Linked DNA regions of Mus musculus: regions 2 and 3 are each linked to region 1. Evidence: chromatin contacts called from public Hi-C data. All regions are on one chromosome and are shown on one strand. The core of a region is the stretch at or near the end of the contact, and the rest is flanking DNA. Distances in the headings are between cores, read along the strand shown. Region 1 has its middle 9.9 kb from the start of Gm39243. Region 2 has its middle 110 kb from the start of Gm39242. Region 3 overlaps D030068K23Rik (RIKEN cDNA D030068K23 gene).

Region 1 (4,683 bases), core at 1,691-4,190:
AAACCAGAAAGGCAAAGGAGATGGTGCGGTGCTGCTCACCTGGAATCCCAGAGATTTGGGAGACCGAGACCTGAAGATGGTGTGTTGGAGGCCTGTCTAGTGTATGTAATAAGATCCTGTCTTCAAACAAAACAAAATGGCTTAAAAATGGCTGAGGAGATAGCTCAGTCTGTTGCATTTCATTAGCACAAGGACCAGAGTTCAGGTTCCCAGCATCGGTGGGTGGGAAAAGTCAAAGTCAGAAGTAGCTGTGTGTGTGTGTGTGTTGGGGTGGGGGGAGGGTGTCTGCGCACACGCATGCGCACACGTGCATAGCCGCAGCCCTAGGTGGTTGACTGGAGTGGGTGGACGAGACAGGCAGATCCCTGGAGCGTATCGATCAGGCAGCCTAGCAGAACCAGTGAGGTGCGGGTTGAGTGGGAGATTCTATCTCAATAATAAGGTGGAGAGCGATCAAGGAAAGGACCCCACTCGACCTCCAACTCCCGCATGCGCATGCGCATGTGCATGCGCACACAGAAAGCTAAGGAAGAAGAAAAGCAACAGCATCTTGGGCTGTCTGCTGTGTGCTGATAGACCCAGACAGTGGCAGGACTTCATAGTTTAAGAAAGCATGGGGAAGACAGACAGTGTGTCAGTGAGCCAAGGGAGGCCTATCCGTGGGAAGAATGCCAGGGAGCAGAAAGTGTCGGAATCACTTCGCCATCCTGATAAGCACTTGAGTAGAGGGGGCTCTTTCCAATAAGCCCAAACCTCTCGTATCTCCACACCCTTCAGTTTGTACCTAGAAGCTGAACCTCAGCTACCCCAAAGGCCTCGAATCTAAAGCACACATGCCTGGGATGAACACTGAAAAGCAAATGGAGCCAAAACCTTCGTGATGTCAGTTTTCATTCAAGGAGGAGTCACTCCGCAATCTATGGGCTTGAGCAAAGGGGGGATTGAAAGCTATTCTGTGTAAAATTCAAACAAATAAACAAAGAAATAACCCTACCTTTCTCTAAATTTCTAGGACCATTTAAGTCCTAATTGACTAATTCAGACAAAGATAATCACATCAATTAACTAGACAGCCATCTTGTCCTCCATAGACTCGGTCTCCCTTAGTTGTGTGCGAAAATCAGCAGCGCTGAAGGCTCCGCACCAAACCAAGGAGGTCACTGGTTTAGAGGGTGAATATGGTGACTCTGTAACAAGGTCAGTGGAAACCAACCAGGAAAAAGCAATTCACATAGCAGACACTGGCCTGACTTCCTGGGGAACACCTCCTTAGGGTGTTTGCTCTGTTCTTGTCCCAGTATGGACATCACTGACTCCAAAAGCGAGGAGCTCAGTCCTCTTGTCCATCAGACTCAGAAGCTCTGAGCTCAAAGAAGGGCCTTATCTTAGAGCTGTGCCCAGTCCTCAACCTTCCCAAGGCTATGACCCTTTAATACAGTCCTGAGTGTTATGGTGACACTTGCCTTCTCCCCTGCCCCCCTTCCCCGCAGCCACAAAATTATTTGTTGTAACTTCATAACTGCAATTTTGCTACTGTTGTGAATCTTAATGTAAATATCAGATATGCAGGATATCTGGTAGGCAACCCTCAGAGGGGTTGTGACTCACAGGCTGAGAACTACTACTGGCCTAGATGGTTGTTGTGAATTAAGAATCTTTGCTTCTCCTATGGAGCTGTAAACCCCTTCAACTCTTCGAGTACTTTCTCTAGCACCTTCATTGGAGACCTTGTGCTCTTTGAGCATCCACTTCTGTATTTGTCAGGCACTGGCAGAGCCTCTCAGGGGACAGCTATATCAGGCTTCTACCAGCAAGCACTTCTTGGTATCCACAGTAGTGCCTGGGTTTAGTGGTTGTATATAGGATGGATTCCCTAGGTGGGGCAGTCTCTGGCTGGTCATTCCTTCAGTCTCTGCTCCACACTTTGTCTCTGTAACTCCTTCCATGGGTATTTTGTTCCCCTTTTCTAGGAAGGATCGAAGTATACACACTGTGGTCTTCCTTCTTCTTGAGTTTCATGTGGTTTGTGAATTGTACCTTGAGTATTCCGAGCTTCTGGGCTAATACCCACTTATCAGTGAGTGCATATCATGTGTGTTCTTTTGTGATTGGGTTACTTCACTCAGGATGATATGTTCCAGATCCATCTATTTGCCTAAGAATCATACTAACCAGTACCTCCCAGAGCTCTCAGGGACTAAACCACCAACCAAAGAGTACACACGATGGGACTCATGGCCCCAGCTACATATGCAGCAGAGGATGGCCTAGTCGGTCATCAATGAGAGGAGAGGCCCTTGGTCCTGTGAAGGCTTTATGCCCCAGTGTAGGGGAATGCCAGGGCCAGGAAGCAGGAGTGGGTGGGTTGGGGAGCAGGGGGAGGGGGAAAGGGAAAAGGGGAGAGGACTTAGGGAGGGAAACCAGGAAAGGGGATAACATTTGACATGTAAATAAAGAAAATATCTAATAAAATAAAATAAAATAAAGAATCTTTGCACCCAGAACTGGTAAGCCCATATTGTGTGCCCAGGGCTGATGTAAAGCAGGAGAAACACCAATCAAATTGGCAGGGATCATGAGATGCAGCCCTTTTTTTTCTATACTCCAGGACAATGGTGAGCCTAGCTTAGCTGGCTTTGCCTTAGTATATTTTCCAATCTGGATGGTTACACGTACCCCTGAAGGTCTTGCATGTATTCCCATGTGCCTGTGTGCACCTGGCTTTGCTTTTGCACGGACTCAGGGCTTATCTGCCATGTCTGGGCCAGTGGGTTCGGTTTTCCTTTGTGTGAACATTCATCTGCCTGGGCCCATCCCCCTCCGGCCTCTCCCCCACACATTAACCTCAAATCTCAGCGCATGCTCCAGGGTCTTGCCTGCGTTGGCTGCTCCTGGGCTCGCAGCATCCCTGCCCCCTTCCCTCAGCCCTCTTATCTAAAGCAGCATGTCACTGCAATTTTATGGTCAACATTACAGACTCAAGCCCTCCTTTGAACCAATCGCACTGCACTGAATATGTTAAGGGAATCCAGGCTTTCTGAAAGGAGCCTGCTTCCTAAGCCCTACTGCCTGACCTCTCTGGGGCTGCCTCCATAAATCTGCCTCACCTGATGGGAGATGGGCTTTTTAGGATCTCTCGGGGTGCTTTGAGGCAGCAGTTCTATGAACTCCTTGCCACAATAAATAATGCTACCTGCAATATGTCTTTGAGAGTGTGTCAGTGGCGGCTGTCCTGCCATGCATTTTTAGCATTGTGCCGCCTGGAAGATAGATTCCAGATTCAGCATTTGCTCGCACTTAGTGCCAGATCCCTTTACCCTTTTGCCCCAGTGGAGTGACAGAGACCACAAATAAAATAAAATAAAATAAAATAAAATAAAATAAAATAAAATAAAAATAAAACGAGGGGGAAGAAAAAGCAGCCTAGGAAAAATGATACAAGAAGAGGGAAAGAGTCACACATACACTAGTGACTACCTGGTAATCTGATGGCAGAGGCTAGGCTGGACAGAGGAGGAGGCTGTATGGGGGTGTGGGGGTGGGGGTGGGGAGGAGTAGGTCTGGATTTCTCAGGAAGGAAGCAATGGACCTGGAGTAGCTAGAGAAGAGGCTGTTCTACCAGGCAGAGTGCCCGGGTAAGAGGAAAGCCCACGTGTAGATCTACCATCTATCATGAAGTACAGAGGCTCACAACTCTTTGCATGTAAGCACATTGGTGGCCATTACATTGGGTAGATTCTAGATAATTGGTCCAATGACATGGAGCAACGGATTTGGAAACAGCCCAGGGACAGCATCCGGGGGCACTGCTGTGTTCTAGAAGCTCAAGACAATAAAGGAAGTCACGGACTGCAGCTTAGAAAGAGCAATCAGCCTCCCCTGCCCCAAATGGCCCTGCCTCGCGCATCTCCACACAACTGGAAATGAGAGTCCGTGCAGTCGGGTGAGTTTTCCTAGTTACCATCTCTGCAACTTGAGCTCGCCGGCAGTGCTAAAGCCAACATTCACCACTGCGGTGCCCGAGAATTTCCGATCCTTTGAAATGCCCCGAGTCCCAGGAAGTTTCTGCATTAATAACTTTGCCAGCCTGTATCTATTACGGCGGGAGAGAGCCCAGGAAAGGAAGAAAGCAGAGATGGCTTTGATATGTTAACATCGCCCAACGGTAGATGCTTTCATTTTACATACTGCATCCTCTTTTAGAGGTGATAAAATCCAACAATGCCCAGGCCTGGCTTCTGTGTGTACTGAGATCCACTCAAACCCTGCCTGATAAGAGAGCCCAGGACTGCAGCAGATTCCTGGACCCGAGTTTCAGGACGATACCCACAGGAGTCACCTAGGGATCTGATGGGGCAGAGTCTGGTTCAGGCAGTCTGACCTGGGCCTGAGCTGCTGCTGCCACTGCTGCCTGAACTACTATACTGAATGGGTTTAGGGACCACAGACTTTTTACTGTGCACAGCATTGCTCTTGTCAAATGGCAGTGGATACTTCAACCCTGAGGGAAACCCAGGGTGTTCTTTTCATCCTTTATATTGTGTCCTAGTTATTCATATATTTAAAAAACCCACACATGCATCAAAACTATATAAAAATGACAAAACTTTCAATATTTCTTCTTTCTTTTTCTTCCTTCCTTTCTTCCTTCCTTTCTTTTTCCCTTTCTTTCTTTCTTTCTTT
Region 2 (4,460 bases), core at 858-3,357, 540 kb after region 1:
TCTGTGTGTGGCATTCACTGGGATCTGGTCTATAATAAACACAACCAGGTAAGAGAAGAGAGATGTCAGAAGCCCAGCTCGCCGCCGACAAAACGATGGACTTGGGAGACAGGAAACGCAGATCTGATCACAGCACCCGAGAGAAGGGAAACCCCGGGGATGCCTGCAACTTAAGAAACCTGAGGTTGGGCTGCACGGCAAGCAGCTATCATCAACAAGCCCCAGTCATGGCGGGCTTTACTTTAAACACGACAGAAAGGAGGCAAACGCATCCTCCGCTGTGTTGTCTGAACATGTTTAAGACACCCATCTGCCTCCCGCGGGCCCGGGGGTCAGGTGGCTCTCACATCCATGTTGTTCCCGGCACCCTCTGCCCTTCTTAGCATAACTTCTGAGAAGGGTCTCCATGAACTTGACCCTGCTGCTTCGCGCTGACGATTCTCCTTCTTTCTGCCTGCCAACTCCGCCCCCATCCCAGCGTCCGGGCTTGTTTTCCATCTGTGTATTATTCTTTGTGAATAAAATTATCCAATTAGGAAATCCATTTAAAGCCCTTAACAATAACAAGGGAGGGGGGAAAAACAACTAATGGAGTTGCTTTGGATTTTCTTTTTCAATAAATTAATGTTAGTGACGTCTGTGAATTCCTAAGTGCCCCTTCATACCATCCGGGCTATTGCAACAAGGACAATTAGTTCCAAGTTGCTATACCGATTTTCTATACCTTAGGAAATCCCAAGGAGCAGGATACTAGAAGGAGTCAAAGAAAACTTGCTGGCTCACAGGATGAATTTGACCAAAAATAAAGCTCCAACTCTAAAAAAAAAAAAAAAATCTTTGGAGTTTATATGTATATTCTTCTTCATTTCCTTTTTAATTATACACACATTTTTAAGGGGAGAGGAGAGAGCCTCCCCCTTCCTCCCATTTGCAACTGCTGTATGCACATTTTCAGGTGTTGCGTATAAAACAGGCTAAAGGAGGACGGTAAATGTCCCGATTTCTGCTGCTTCTCACACTGGGTTGGCTGGGGATTTGCTTTGTTCGCAATCAGCCTAGTTTGGTTTTGTTATTAAAGAGAGATAACGCTGTACGCCTGAGATGAAATTGCATTTTCCTTACTGTCAATGGTGAAAACCTTGGCCACCCTACCGATATAGTGAAAGATTCTCTCTCTCTCTCTCTCTCTCTCTCTCTCTCTCTCTCTCTCTCTCCTGCCTCTGTCTCTGTCTTTCTCTTCTCATAATAAAAATGTTTTAAATCTCCTTTCCCCTCCTGTTTTTTCTTTTCTCTCTCTTTCTTTCTTTCTTTCTTTCTTTCTTTCTTTCTTTCTTTCTTTCTTTCTTTTTTTTTTCTTTTCTGCTTACTCAAAACCAGAACTGAAGCCCCATGAAAAGGCCTTGTAATCCAGCCTTCTGTGTGATATCACAAATTAGTCATCTTCTCTTTCCTGGAGGTTGCACCGTCCTCTTTTTTTTTTTTTTTTTTTTAAATAAAAGCGGAGGCTAGAGTGGTGTTAGATTTTGACAGTGAAGGGTTTGCACTGATGGACCAAATAATCATGTGCACTGGGCGGGGGGGGGGGGGGGGCTGGGGGTGCAGATCTGGCACTGACCACTTAAAATTCAAATTTCACACTAACGATAAGTGTAATCATCTCAATCAGCACCATCACCATCATCATCATCACAATAAAAAGATGCATTCCGCGAGCCGGTGACATCAATCAACCACGGTGCAGATCAGAAGCAGTTCTCCCCTCTTGCTGGCTCACCCTGGCTGTCTGACACTAGCTTCCCCCTCCCCACCTCGCTGTCCTCCCCACCACCACCCCCACCTCACCCCCAGCTTGGGAGAAGTGATCACATTTAATTCATTACATCATTATGTCATCTCCATACTAATCTGTGCCCTCATACCTCCGCCACTTTGACATGCAAATGAGCTAGGGAAAAAAGCCACACATTAATATAAAAAAGTCACAGCAATCTTGTCATGATTTCCTCCCTCCCAGCCCCACAACACACTCCCTCCAATCTCCACCTCCCCCCCCCCCCACCCCATCTCTCTTTCCAGCACGCTGTGCTCGCGATCAGAGGAAACAACAGCAATCTGTTGAAGATCAGACGCTGAGACAGGGAGGTGGGGGGGAAGATACAACACATACACGTGTCGGCAACGCGGCCAGGAGTCCTATTTACATATTCACATGAGTTCCATTCTCAGACTGCTTAAGCGGGGAAGAAGTTAGGTGGCTCCCCCCACCCCAGCCACCCTCCCAGATCCAAAGAGAGACAAGCTACTGAGAGAAGAACACACGAATACATAGGGAAAGGGGAGGGGGGGCGCTTAGGAAGAGGGAGGGAGAAGGCAGAGAGGGAGACACACCAGCAAGAGACAGAGAGAGGGAAGAAAAGAAAAAAGAAAAGAAAGACTTTCACATCTACCTTACCTCAGCTAGCCTGCTTTCTGTAGCTCGCAAAGGGGGTTCCCTGTGGCTCCTTTACAATTTTTGAGACCCATCCTTCAGGCTCTCTCTCTCTCTCTCTCTCTCTCTCTCTCTCTCTCTCTCTCTCTCTCTCTCTCTCTCTCTCTTCCTCCTCCTCCTCCTCTCTCTGTGTTGTGACTGGGTTTAAAAAAATAAAAAATAAAAAAGACAACTCCATGTTAGGCTCCAGTCAAGGAGGCATCTTGAAGTCCAGGGCTACTGGGGGGCGGGAAGAGAGGAGGAGGGTCATAGCTTAATGCCTTACAAAGGAGAACCTGGGCTCTGTGCTTTAAAACATCTCTCTCGCATACGGTGACTGACAAAGGCAAAAACATATAGGGACTCCATGTGTACTTGGAGACATCTGTACATTTCCCACTAGTCTCCCGGATGCCAGGAATATTCAGATTGGGAGACAAACACATGCAAGACAATTAGGAGTCCCTTCAGGAAACCCCATGGCAGATCCACTTGGCTTGCTGATTGCAGAGGGAGCCAGGCAGCCAGGGGCTTTATTTGCTGAATCACATTTGTGGTAATACCTGGGTAATAATAACAGACAGGCTGGAGATGGGGGCTTCAGCCGCCGCCGTGATTTTCCCAGCTTTGATCAGTTTTCAGCGGTACATTTCTGGTAATGAAAACGTGTGAACATGTCCGCAGATTTTTTTCCCAAGTTCTCTCTCTCTCTCTCTCTCTCTCTCTCTCTCTCTCTCTCTCTCTCTCTCTCTCAATAACTAAAAAGAAATGAGAGAAGTGGGGGGGGGTTGAGGAGAGAGGGGGAAAGGAGAGGGGGGAGAGAGAGATTGCAATTTAATATATATCTACGCACTAATAATAAAAGCCCTTTCTCTATATATTCTTTATGAAGAGCAAGATTGGTATGATCTGAAAACAGAGGACCAAGGCAGACGCATCTGATTTTCTAGTGGCCCACTGTATAGCATTACCCTAATTGACTTTATTAGCTCTGGTGAGATGCTACCGTCCCTCCAAAGAACCTGCCTTGGAGGACAGCGACACACAGCACTGAGGAACGGAAGCTGATTCCAGGAAATTAAGTACTGCTCTATTCAAGTGAAAGGAATAAAAAATTTTCAAAACATTTGAATGGTGGGGGAGTTGAGTCCTATCTCTCAACCAGTTCATTTCAACCGGGGTGGGGGGGGCGGGGGGCAGGGAGACATCAGCTGTCCGAGGAACCTTTAACAGGATTGTGATTCTGAAAACTGGCTTGGGGGTGGTGGTGGGAGGGGGTGTTTGAAAACTGGTTTGCTGCATCAGTCAAAAACTTAAACGCCATAGACAGTGTTAAGCTGGAGCAGGGAAGCAGGGGGCAAATACTACCTTGGTGAATGTGTAAGTCCTGTGCAAATGTACATTCACCAACTAATGTGAGCATTATAAAAATGGGATAATTCTAGAGTAATGTCAATATAGGGATATATGTGTGTGTGTGTATATATGCATATACATATACACACACATATATGTATGTGTGTGTGTATATATATATATATAAAGAGAGAGAGAGAGAGAGGTCAGACACAAGGACCCAAAGGCAAGTCATTATATAAATGACCACACATGTCACATACAGGAGATTAGCTTTATATATCTACAACTGACAGGATGGAAGGAAGAGGAAGGGAACAAGAAGGAAGTATGTATGTGTATATATATGTGCATGCATGAATGCATGTGTATGTATGTATATGTATGTATTTTTGTGTATGTACATTAAAAAGATGTTATCTTTTATAGTAATAAAGAATTTGGGAGTGAGTAGTTGGGCGTAGGTGACAAAAATGTTAAATACGAATTGTTTCTTTATCTGAAACAGAGCTCTTGGTAGACACACATGAGAAAGGAATTAATGTCTCTGCGTCTCACAGAAACCAGGAAAAGAGACTTTTTTTTAATGTTCCCATCCAGAATTTGAAGAGGAAAGAAGGTAATTTTAAGGCCCTGA
Region 3 (4,505 bases), core at 347-2,846, 700 kb before region 1:
CCTCGGTATTTCCAGCTTTCTTTTAATTTCAGGAAAGCCTCACCCCCATTTTCATTATTGTCCTCCCCCCGCCCTCAAGCGGACTACCACTGTTTGCAAATCAGAATTGGAAAGTAATGTGGCTAGGCTTTGATTTGATTATTTAGGACTTGTAAAAAATATCGGGTTCTGTACCACACATAAATGCTTATATTATACACCCAATAAGCAATATTTCACTGAAGAACGGCGTAGAAAGTGAAGATGAGGCATGTGGTGGTCCTTTAAAGGTTGCAGATGCAACTGCTCCAGTCACCCACAACAGCCAGGCTTAGTGTCCTGGGCTCAGTGTCCTAGTGACGGCGTCCTAAGGTGTGCAGTTACTGCAAAGACGGGCAGCTTCACAGCTGCAATGGCTGCCCGGTGTACCTTTGTTGTCTGTTACCTCTGTATTTGCTATTCAGTCAGTGATGATGACAGAGAGTTATGAGGAGGGCAGAGATTATTCAACAGACTCCATAGGCTCTTTTAATATTCTCCTGATGAGATAGTAACATCAACTTTGCTAGAGCTGCCATGTGATTTTTTTTTTTCCTAGAAGCTGTACCTTTGAGTCTCTTCAGGGTCCAAGTGTAAGTCAGTAGTGATAGAAAAAAAAATAAGAAAAGGGGAAAAGGAAAGAAAGAGAGGAGGAAGGGAGGGGGAGGAAAGGAAGAGAGAGAGAGAGAGAGAGAGAGAGAGAGAGAGAGAGAGAGAGAGAAATTGGTACCTGTAAGCTTGTATCATTTCCATACAGTATGAAAAAAAAAAAAAAGAAACCATTTAAAAATGTTAAATATAACAATTAAATCAGCATGGAAGGAGAGGTGGGAATGATGGAGTCTGTTCAGAAAAAAAAAAAAAAAAGACTCCAGTTGAGGCTGTACAGAGTAGATCCATAGCCTGTCTGTGAAACCTGCTGAGAGACATGGGTGCACAGAAACAGCACCAGGCGACCTGTATCCTACACGGCCAGGCAGTGGGCAGCTGAGATGGATGTCACTGCCTTCACCAGGACTGTTCATGGGACACGTCCTTACTGCTAGAAGGCACTGGCATGTAACGGGATACTGCCGTGTCTCACCACATACATGCACACACACATCCTTGCAAAAACACGTGCAGCAGCGTCTGGTGTTGATATTCTAGTCCCACGTAATTGCTTTCCTTTATTTTGTTGACATTCATTTTCAAGCCTGACTCAGAACCACCACTAGGAAAGTAAGCAGGTAGGGCCTTGGTTGTCAATTTATTTATTTTTTTTTATTTCACTAACTGCAAATCTGTGCTTGTTTGCAAGAAACTTACGGCATTTGGTACTTAGCAGTGCTAGAAATCCCAAGAACAAGTAGGATGTTGTATCAGTTTCTTTGATGAAGCAAACCATACATCCTATTATTCACTGTATGTGGGTGAGCTACCACCACCAGGAAGCTCACTCCTGGCTGTAATTCACTCCCAGCACTGCCCAGAAGGTGTCACCACAGCCTCATTGGCTTCAAGGATTTGGGGACAAGTGGGGAGTAGGAGGCAAAGGGAGAAAAACAGACACAAAGAAGGGGAAAAAAAGTGTTCACGCAGACAAAGGAAAACAAGACAATGTGCCAGGCAATAAAACTCCCAGAGAAACCCAGACATTCGCCCAACCTAACAGTGTGACTTGCCCAGAGGAGAGTGGCCCTCCGTTTGTTGGTGAAGGCAGGAAGTGGGAGAATGGAGGCAGAGGCTGATCCACGCAGGCATTTTGTGGAGAGTAAACAACACGTGGTGAACACTAAGCCTGGTCCAAGATGCCCATCTAACCTGCTCACCTGGCTTTCACCTGTGGTGGTGGTTCGGTGCTGGACCATACAAAGGGGACCTAACAGCTGCGAAGCCATGCTAGGAAGAGTCAGACGACATAGAACACAGTCTTTTTTTTTTTTTTTTACTGCGGAAGCCACACAAATTAACTCCAAATTACTGCTACAGTCAGACAAGGAGAAGCTTCGAGGCACAGAACTTGTTGCTGTAGTTCATCTTGCTTGAGGTGGTGGCTTCACTCATCTACTAGTTGCTAAAAGCCACCCCGTTTACAGCACGACAGCTTTTAATCTCTGCTCTCTCCCCCAGCAGCCCCCCCCCCACCGTAGTTTAATTAAAAGACAATGAACCTTTTAAAGTAGTCAGACGGAAAATATAAAATTGCCCTGTTCTATCAAAGCTTAAGACATTCTCGTTCTCAGAACATGAGAGGAATTCAAAGTAGCTCACTTGGTGGTTTATTACGCCATGGTCCCTCTGTGCCATTCTTTATCAGGGCTCTTGGAATAGCTATTTGAAACCAGAAAGGCGGGTCAACCTCAGACTGATAAATAGTCAAAATTACAAACAAGCAAGCAAGTAAAAACAGCCGCATGCGATCAACATGGTGTAGTCTCTAGGTCATTGTGTGTGATATTTATTTCTAGAATGTCACTATACATCGAAATTGCCCCTATGTGTTAACTTACAGGAGTCTAAAATAGGTAGCCTTTCTGACTTAATATATTCTCAGTTTAAGAGTACAGGAGCTATAAGAAGATTTAAAAATAGTAAATGTTATTGGATGATAGGTGGGTATGGATACTTAGCCTTCTTCTAACTCCACAGCCTAAATCTATTAATTTTGGCAAAGGGCACCGAGACACATCCGTGTGATTTGAAATGTTTCATGGGAGTCTTTAAGCATGAAGATCCCGTCTAATCTTTCCAGACATTAAGATGCTTCATCCCGAAGACCCCTTCATAGCAAATTGTAAGCTGTTCTGTTTTATGCGCTCTGACAGGATGAAGGGCTGAGCTGGCCCTAGAGGGATAGGAGACGGACAGAGTCTGAGGAGTTCAAACTTGAGATTTCCAATAAAGCACCTCCTACAATTAGAAGACAGCTATGGCAGCGTATTATTAGATAGTTGCAGGGCACGAAGAACTACTTTCTTCTTCTCACCTTAACACGGCCCTAAAATGCCCGCCGGAATCCGGCTTCGGCAGTCCGTCCTCCCAGATGAGCACCCAGGTTCTTACGGTCGGTCACCTACTTGAGTGCTGCACGGCACACCTCATTCCTGTTCTCTGCTACCTTCATCCTTGATTTCTTACAGATTCAAATCTGCTTGGTACTCCTCCCCAGCCATCCTTACCCAGCATCCTTGAGTTCAAGTTTCTCGAATGGGTTAAAGACTTCTACTTTTTCTCTTTCTTTTGGGTCTACCAATCTCCAAAAAGGAAATTCTTACTGAATAAGAATTGTTGTTTTCAGATGTCTATTATGAAAATCCTACTTCCAAAGTGTTAGAGGATGCCAAACCATCAATTAATGTAATGTCAACACTTATTTTCCTGGAATGAGGCTTGTGTTCTATTCTTTGAATCATAAAATAGATTTCCCTTTAGAACATACAATTATAATAGTATATTTTACTTTTTTATGTATTTATTTATTTATTTGGTTTTTTGAGACAGGGTTTCTCTGTATAGCTTTGGCTGTCCTGGAATTCACTTTGTAGACCAGGCTGGCCTCGAACTCAGAAATCTGCCTGTCTCTGCCTCCCGAGTGCTGGGATTAAAGGCGTGTGCCATCACGCCCGGCATATTTTACTTTTTTAAAGTCCCTGAGAACTAGTTCTCGTGGTATCAGAAGGCTCCACACAGGCTTCCAAGCAACTGATAGCCCTACCCTGCTCTATGGCTCCAAACTAAAACAATGACCGCCATGGCACAATTTGCAATAGGGGCACACACAACTTGGTGATAACCAACAGCTGTCAAATTGGACTTAAGATCCTCTCAACATGAAGAAACCCACGCCTGGTACTGGAGACCTAGCCAGCTCCCCAAGGCTGATAAAGTCACTAATCTGCGAGGAGAACCTAAAACCCACCACTTAAATATAGCCACATATATAAGCCATATAAATATATGGCCAAGGATATAACTCAGAGGATATAAATCAGCATAATCAATAACTACATCCTAAATCTCTATCCTTTTATGCATATCTTAGTCTCATCTCTCATCAAAGAAGCATTTCCTTGCAACAGTCAGACATGACTGCAGAAAGTCACAACTACATAAAATGCAGAGAGCAAGTGAGCACGGGCTGCCCAGTCCCAACCCATCCATCTACACCAGCAAAGATGAGAGGAAAGATGGCTCCTGATCAAGATGAACCAGGAAAGATGAGAGAAAAGGTAGTCATGAGCCAGATTACCATAAGTTTGCTGTGAGATTTTACTATTAGGAATACCAGAGAAGATAAACCCAGGAAATCTCATCAGCACGGATACCTAAACAAACTCTGAACAAGGACAACGTCGATAGACACGACCAAGAGAAGGAGAAATCTCATTAGGCCTCAGTCTAGTCAAAGGACTGCAGTTAACTAAGGGATGATGAGAACTGGAGAAACCACAGATCAGTGATCCAACACTGTGTGGCCATCTCTGAAATCATGTACGTACAAGTAA

What was found. A called contact is a pair of places that touch in the nucleus more often than the background predicts.
Region 2: a Hi-C map of the N1E-115 cell line shows a contact between it and region 1, with 5 times the contacts expected there. The contact joins two enhancer-like sites. A contact is called at or near these places in 1 of 484 Hi-C or Micro-C datasets (the N1E-115 cell line) and 3 of 115 datasets of contacts at active chromatin or transcription factors (embryonic hindbrain, embryonic midbrain and stem cell-derived neural progenitor cells).
Region 3: a Hi-C map of the N1E-115 cell line shows a contact between it and region 1, with 6 times the contacts expected there. The contact joins two enhancer-like sites. A contact is called at or near these places in 3 of 484 Hi-C or Micro-C datasets (the N1E-115 cell line, embryonic fibroblasts and stem cell-derived neural progenitor cells).

What each region holds. Positions count from the first base shown.
Region 1 is chr8:108,479,823-108,484,505 of GRCm38.p6, reverse strand. It overlaps a transcript of Zfhx3 not described here. Among named protein-coding and RNA genes, the nearest start is that of Gm39243, 9.9 kb to the right of the region's middle. Within about 2 kb of position 2,940, at least 34 of the 459 cell types and tissues checked have an H3K27ac peak or open chromatin away from gene starts, as enhancers often do. A contact at or near this core is called in the N1E-115 cell line, where this site is marked.
Region 2 is chr8:107,940,693-107,945,152 of GRCm38.p6, reverse strand. No RefSeq gene overlaps it. Among named protein-coding and RNA genes, the nearest start is that of Gm39242, 110 kb to the right of the region's middle. Within about 2 kb of position 2,107, at least 25 of the 459 cell types and tissues checked have an H3K27ac peak or open chromatin away from gene starts, as enhancers often do. A contact at or near this core is called in the N1E-115 cell line, where this site is marked.
Region 3 is chr8:109,183,077-109,187,581 of GRCm38.p6, reverse strand. All of the region lies in intron 5 of D030068K23Rik (RIKEN cDNA D030068K23 gene), which reads right to left. All of the region lies in intron 1 of 4922502B01Rik (RIKEN cDNA 4922502B01 gene), which reads left to right. Among named protein-coding and RNA genes, the nearest start is that of 4922502B01Rik, 64 kb to the left of the region's middle. Within about 2 kb of position 1,596, at least 48 of the 459 cell types and tissues checked have an H3K27ac peak or open chromatin away from gene starts, as enhancers often do. A contact at or near this core is called in the N1E-115 cell line, where this site is marked.